Regions from separate parts of the Sus scrofa genome. Here region 2 is linked to region 1. The links are chromatin contacts, called in public HiChIP or PLAC-seq maps. All regions are on one chromosome and are shown on one strand. Each heading gives the region's core, a stretch centred on a gene start, on an enhancer-like site or on the middle of the called end of the contact. The rest is flanking DNA. Distances are from core to core; before and after follow the strand shown.

Region 1 (3,028 bases), core at 16-2,515:
AATAAATTAATTAAAAAACCCAATAGATATAGTAATAGTGGGTTCCCTGTGCCAGAGGGCACAGCTGGTACTCTGTCACTGTTATGGATGGGGAAGTCAGTTTGCTGCCAGCCCTATATGCCAATTTCACTTCTTTTGAGCTTGGCTACCTCCACTCTAGCCACTTACCTCTCCTGTAGCCAAGGCCACAAAATTATCCACCGTTTTTGGAACTGTCTTTCCAAAGAGACCGATGACCACCCGGCCTATATCTTCATCTCCAATTCGCAGGTCAAAGTAAACCTGAAGAAAAAATACCATTTTGAACTTGGCCTCTTTGAAGGGGCCTTGCTAGGGAAGGGGGACCCAAGAAGCTACCCAGAGGATGGGAGAGAAAACAGCCATATTTTAGGAGCAGTGTTTCTAAATATGACTTTGGTAGCAACAAAAATCCCATGAAAATTTACGTTTAGTTTGTTGACAATCTCCTTAGACTACAGATTAACAACCTTTGCTCTAAATAAATAATGGGCCCAGATGATAAAATTTAACATCAAAAACCCTAAGGAGGGGAGCCTAAGCACACCCCTCAGGTTTAAAACTACACAAATGTGCCTTGTAATTGGAAGTGGCTACAACTGGACCTGAGTAGATAAAGGACTGGCAATTTGGCAGACGTAATCTTTCACCATTTCTCCAGCAGTGCATAAACGGCTCTGAGTCTTCAGTGCCAGCCCAGCTGGGCATCATGGGTGGCAAAGCCTGGGCCAGGGCCAGGCTAACGGGGAGGGTTCAGGTCAATCTCTGGTCTGAATAAGCGAGGACCGCTCAGGCGCCAAGAAGCACAGCAGAGAGACTAGAGAGGGGGCAGAGCCAAAGCCAAGGACGCCCAGGCCTGAGCTCCGGGGCCGTAAACGCCTCGGACACATGTGACTAGCGGCGCCAAGGCCGGAACCCAGGCGGCGAAGGGCGGGCCTCGGCAGGCAGGTCTGGAGAGGGGAGGGCGGACCTTGACAGTGACTTTGGGTCCCTTCTTCTTCTCATCTGCCGTGGAAGGTCCAGGCAACAGCAGGAAGAGGACCGAGCCCACGACTACGGCGGCGACGAAGAGCACCTTCATGTTCCGCTCCAAGAAGCGCAGCATCCACCGGGAAAAGCGAGCGCTACAGGGCTGCTGAGGCCGGAAGGGGCGGGGCGGAGCGGCGTGGGCCCCGGCGCCGCCACCCAGAGCAGCCGGGGGGAGACAGGGGTTCCTACCGGCCTCCAAGCGGAGGAGGGCCCCATTTCCCCCCTCTGAGTCGGCGCCAGATGGTAGGTCCCCCTGGGGGGCGGAGCTCGGCTCGCCGACTGGGCTAGCAGGGACGCGGGCTCGTGGGTGGCTGCCACGTTACTGCGGCCTCATTGGCTCCCCAGCTCGCCAACGCCGACCAACAGGAAGAGGGTCAGCGGAAGGCGGCGCCGGGAGAAGACACTATAGTTTCTAGTAGGCAGAGCCTGCACCCTCTCGCCCTGCCTTTGCGGGATTGCAAGTCCACTGGCAGGAGGTGACCGATACTTTACGTGAGGAAGGGCATCGATGGGGCAGAAGACACTTAGCGTTGTCCGTATTGGGACAGTCAAGGATTAGTCACCACCACATTGGATATAAATGTGATAGCCTCAAAGACTAGCGGCACGTTTCTGCCTACTCGTAGTATAACCATATACAGCGACCAGAATTCTACTCCTGTGCAAAACTTGCTTCACTTTTTTTTCTTTTTTTGGTAATAACCCATTGGAAGAAGGATCTGAAAAAGAGTGAATGTATCTATATGTAAAACTGAATCACTTTGCTGTACACCTGAAATTAACACTTTGTAACTGTTCATTTATTTATTTATTTATTGCTTTTTAGGGCCACCCCCGTGGCATATGGAGGTTCCCAGGCTAGGGGTCTAATCGGAGCTACAGCTGCCGACATATACCACAGCCACAGCACCATCAGAGGCGCCTCTGCGACCTACACCACAGCTCACCACAACGCAGGATCCTTAACCCATTGAGTGAGACCAGGTATCCTCATGGTTCCTCATCCTCATGGTTCCAGGTTGGATTTGTTTCCGCTGCACCAAGTTGGGAACTGCAACTCCAATTTTTAAAAGTCCTACTTTTTTTTTTTTTATTACTAATCTCTATCACAGTACTACGTTTTTTCCCTCTCCCTTCTCTAATTGTACTGCTGTGTTTGTCAATGCACACTTTAGTGTGTACTCTGGTTCTTTTTTTTTTTTTTTTTTTTTTAATGGCTGCTCCCACAGCATATGGAGGCTAGTGGTCGAATCAGAGCTGTAGCTGCCAGCCTATGCACAGCCACAGCAATGCCAGATCCAAGCCGCATCTGCAACCTAGACATCACAGCTCATGGCAACGCTGGATCCTTTTTTTTTTTTTTTGTCTTTTTGCTATTTCTTTGGGCCACTCCCGCGGCATGTGGAGGTTCCCAGGCTAGGGATCGAATCGGAGCTGTAGCCACTGGCCTACGCCAGAGCCACAGCAACGTGAGATCCGTGCCGCGTCTGCAAACTACACCACAGCTCACAGCAACGCCAGATCCTTAACCCACTGAGCAAGGGCAGGGACGGAACCCGCAACCTCATGGTTCCTAGTCGGATTCGTTAACCACTGCGCCACGACGGGAACTCCGCAACGCCGGATCCTTAACCCACTGAGCAAGGCCAGGGATCAAACCCAAAATCTCATGGTTCCTAGTTGGATTTCTTTCTGCTGCGCCACAACAGGAACTCCTGTACTCTGGTTCTTAACTTCCTTTCTTTACCTGTTTTCCAAGTAACTACATTTTTTGTGTGAGGAATGGACTGTGTTGCCCTTACTTAGTATACAGCTCTCCTAACTGCTGCAGGGCTAAGTGCACAACAAATATTGATTGGAACAGCATCACTGTTAGAAATGAGATGGGAAACAATACCTGCAACAATCTTAAGTTTAGTCTCCCTTCTCTAGAAACCTCCAGGAAAGTCAGGGATAGTAGTCAGATGTCCCCAAGCAGTAT
Region 2 (3,105 bases), core at 303-2,802, 530 kb before region 1:
CTCCCCCACAGACAGTACACTTAACACTGCTCTGTCTTTTAAGAAGGTGAAAGAATGCCCTACTTCCAGGGCTCAGCCCTCTGAAAAGGATGGGTTTGTGAAGGACTGGGGAGGGAGGGGGCTAATAAGGCTTTCCACTAAACCCACCGGTGGTACAGCAGCACCCCTGGTGTGGATACGTTTAACTAGAGCTGGAAGAGGGACTCTGGCTGTCAGCTGGGACAACTACGATGATGAGCTGGAAAGAGCAGTACCTAGTTGTCCTTTCCTTGAGAAACACTTCTTCCTTTTGGCTGTTTCTTGGTTTATGTTGTTTTCAAGGAAAGTCAGACCTTCCATTTCACCTTGGCAAGTGGTGGGGTGACTGTGATGGACTCCTCAGAGCACGGGAGCTGATGCCAATGGCTGCCTTCTTCCCTTGGCTGCATTCTGCTTTCACAGGCCAAGCTGCACCAGGGCTGACCGAGCCTTAGCCTCAGAAGAGGTGTTTCATCTGTGTTACTCCACCCACGTGCAAAACAAAGTGTTCCCCCTCCTTCCAATTCCCATTATGTGGGAGAAGGAATGGAGGTGACCACTGAGGGGCTGCTCCCTGGTCTAGCAGAGGAAGACCGGTTTCCTCGTCTCATTACTTAACCCACCAAGCCAACCAACTGGTACACAGAGTGAGGCCTTCGCAGGAGGAAAACTGAGGTGGGGTCTGGTCAAGGATCGGGAGCGAAGTGATATTAGAAAATGCTTCATGGATTGAGAAATCTCAGATCCTGAATAGAGAATAAAAAAAACCTTCAGGAAGCCTGGCTAGCAGCTCACCGCCAGGAGCTCAGGGCATTCACAAGGAAGATGGTGTGTGACTGGCTCAATGGGCAAGCGCAGACTGAAGTACAGCAACCTAAAACTGTTTCAAGCAGTTTTGTATTAGGAGCTACCTCAACCACCCTGACATTTTGGAAAATACAGGCTGGATACAGCAGGACACAACTCTTAAAGGCTAAAGCCAAGTAAACCGAAGTTTAAAAAGTGACACATATATACACAGAAGAATCTTGGAGAGAGAAGCTACTGAGGACAAACCCTTTATGGAAAAAACGAAGGGTATACATAGAGGCAAATGGGAGACCGAGGAAATCCCTGTGCCTGGAGGAGGGCAGCAGGATTTGAAGGCAGTTCTGAAGCCTGGAAAGTGTCACTACTGAGCAAAAGTAACAGAAAAGGGGTACTACCCATGCCTTCTGCTTACATCTCTGAGCACAAAACTACCACACTGCTCTTTATAGACAAACCTTTTCCTACAAAGAGCAGAGCAAAAGACTCCTATTGATGTCCCAGAAAATAAAAACAGACACTGTTTGCAATTAGAGTCCTTCCCAGTGACAAGAGACTTGCAGGCCCAGACGGAGGTGGTCTAGCCAGTACCACGAATGAAAACGCCAAAAGAGCTCTCTGCCTAATGCCATTGTCAGCTAAAAGCAAAGAAATCCCTTTTAAGGAAGCTATTTAACTTCAATACGCTGCTTCTCTGCCAAGATCTTCAATTCCTCTGAACATAAGCCGAGCCACACACTGCTGCACGTATGTCTGGGCCTGGACCTCCCCCCTCCTCAGAGCGGCAGCACCAGTTGTTGGCCAAAAATAAACACCATTCCTCAACCATATATGTCCACCAGCCCAGAGCTGGGGAGGAGCAGCAGGAGGTAGGTCAGGTCCCCGGGCTCCAGTCATACTCTGTGTGGCCGCTGCACACCATGCACATCACCCAGCTCAACCGGGAGTGCCTGCTGCACCTCTTCTCCTTCCTGGACAAGGACAGCAGGAAGAACCTCGCCAGGACCTGCCCCCAGCTCCAGGACGTGTTTGAGGACCCCGCACTCTGGCCCCTGCTGCACTTCCGTTCCCTCACAGAACTCAAGAAGGACAACTTCCTCCTGAGCCCAGCCCTCAGGAGCCTCTCCATCTGCTGGCATTCCAGCCGCGTGCAGGTGTGCAGCATTGAGGACTGGCTCAAGAGCGCCCTCCAGAGGAGCATCTGCAGCCGGCATGAGAACCTGGTCAATGATTTCCTCCTCCAGGTGTGCGACAGGTAGGCCACCTCCTGTGCTGGCTTTGCTGGCTCTGGCATCTGGAGTTCTATGAGGCTTCTGGGGGGCAGGGAAGAGCAAACCACAAGAGGATGGCTCCGATTTGGAGAGCCTCAGACTAGGCCCAAGGCAACCCCCTGCTCCCAGGCCCTGCCACAGTGCAGTCCCCAGATGGGGGAAATGGGCACCAAGCCTCCCCTTAGCCTCACAGGTCCTAGAGCTGCTTCTGCAAAGAGGAAGAACTCGGCTTCAGCTGTCCCCATCTTTTGGGCCAGCTGTCCTCCCTGGCAGCCATTAAACGCTGGGTGGGTCCAGCTGGGCCTTGATTTTTCAAAGTCAGGCCCCAGGAAAAGGTTCCTAGATTCAGCAGTCAGCTCACCGCTCCACCCTGCCCCTAGCAAGCAAACCCCAAGACCTGTGAAATGCAGCTGTGGAAGGAGAGCTTAGAGGGCTCAGCTCTGAGTTAGCTAAACCAAGCTAGGCTCCGGAAATAGGGGTGGTGATAAATTATGGTTTCCTAGAAACTTACTAATCTTCACGCTACCCAAAGGAGAAAGTGTTCTAGCCTAAGTTTTCAGATAAGCAAACCAAAGCTCTGACAGGTTGTGTGATCTGCCCCAAAGTCTAAAGCTGCCAGATTTTAGCAAATAAAAACTCAAGCCCAGTTAAATCAGCAAGGTGTGGCCTGGCCTTCCCAGGCCACTGTCTGGGCACACCAAGTGTCCCCAGAGTTACCAAAAAAAAAAAAAAAGCAAAGGACTTGATGGTCATGGTCCTCCTCCGAGTCCCTCAGTTCTGCTAGTGTCCATGTGACCCCAGCCCCAATATTTAAACTCTTTCAACCTCATTTCTTCATCCATAAAGTGGGATAAATTGCCTTATCTTGCAGGCTAAAAGAATTAAATGACACAGTAGCACGGGCACATAGTGGGTATTGCCAAGTATCCACCAATTCTAGATCTGGCAGTCTTCTGGGGAGGGGGTGTTGGGAAGAACAGGTGAGGATGGCTGGGCCAGGATGGAGGCG

The links. HiChIP or PLAC-seq counts read pairs in DNA pulled down with a chosen protein or histone mark.
Region 2: a contact with region 1 is called in an H3K27ac HiChIP or PLAC-seq map of alveolar macrophages. The contact joins the promoter of FBXL22 here to the promoter of PPIB in region 1. A contact is called at or near these places in 1 of 5 promoter capture datasets (liver) and 2 of 2 datasets of contacts at active chromatin or transcription factors (alveolar macrophages and skeletal muscle).

What each region holds. Positions count from the first base shown.
Region 1 is chr1:107,884,900-107,887,927 of Sscrofa11.1, reverse strand. It overlaps PPIB (peptidyl-prolyl cis-trans isomerase B), which reads right to left and starts at 1,265. Exons shown (of 5, transcript XM_021093880.1): 1 at 989-1,265; 2 at 169-282. The coding sequence starts at 1,123.
Region 2 is chr1:108,410,384-108,413,488 of Sscrofa11.1, reverse strand. FBXL22 (F-box and leucine-rich protein 22) reads left to right here and starts at 1,552. Exons shown (of 2, transcript XM_021094142.1): 1 at 1,552-2,080. The coding sequence starts at 1,575.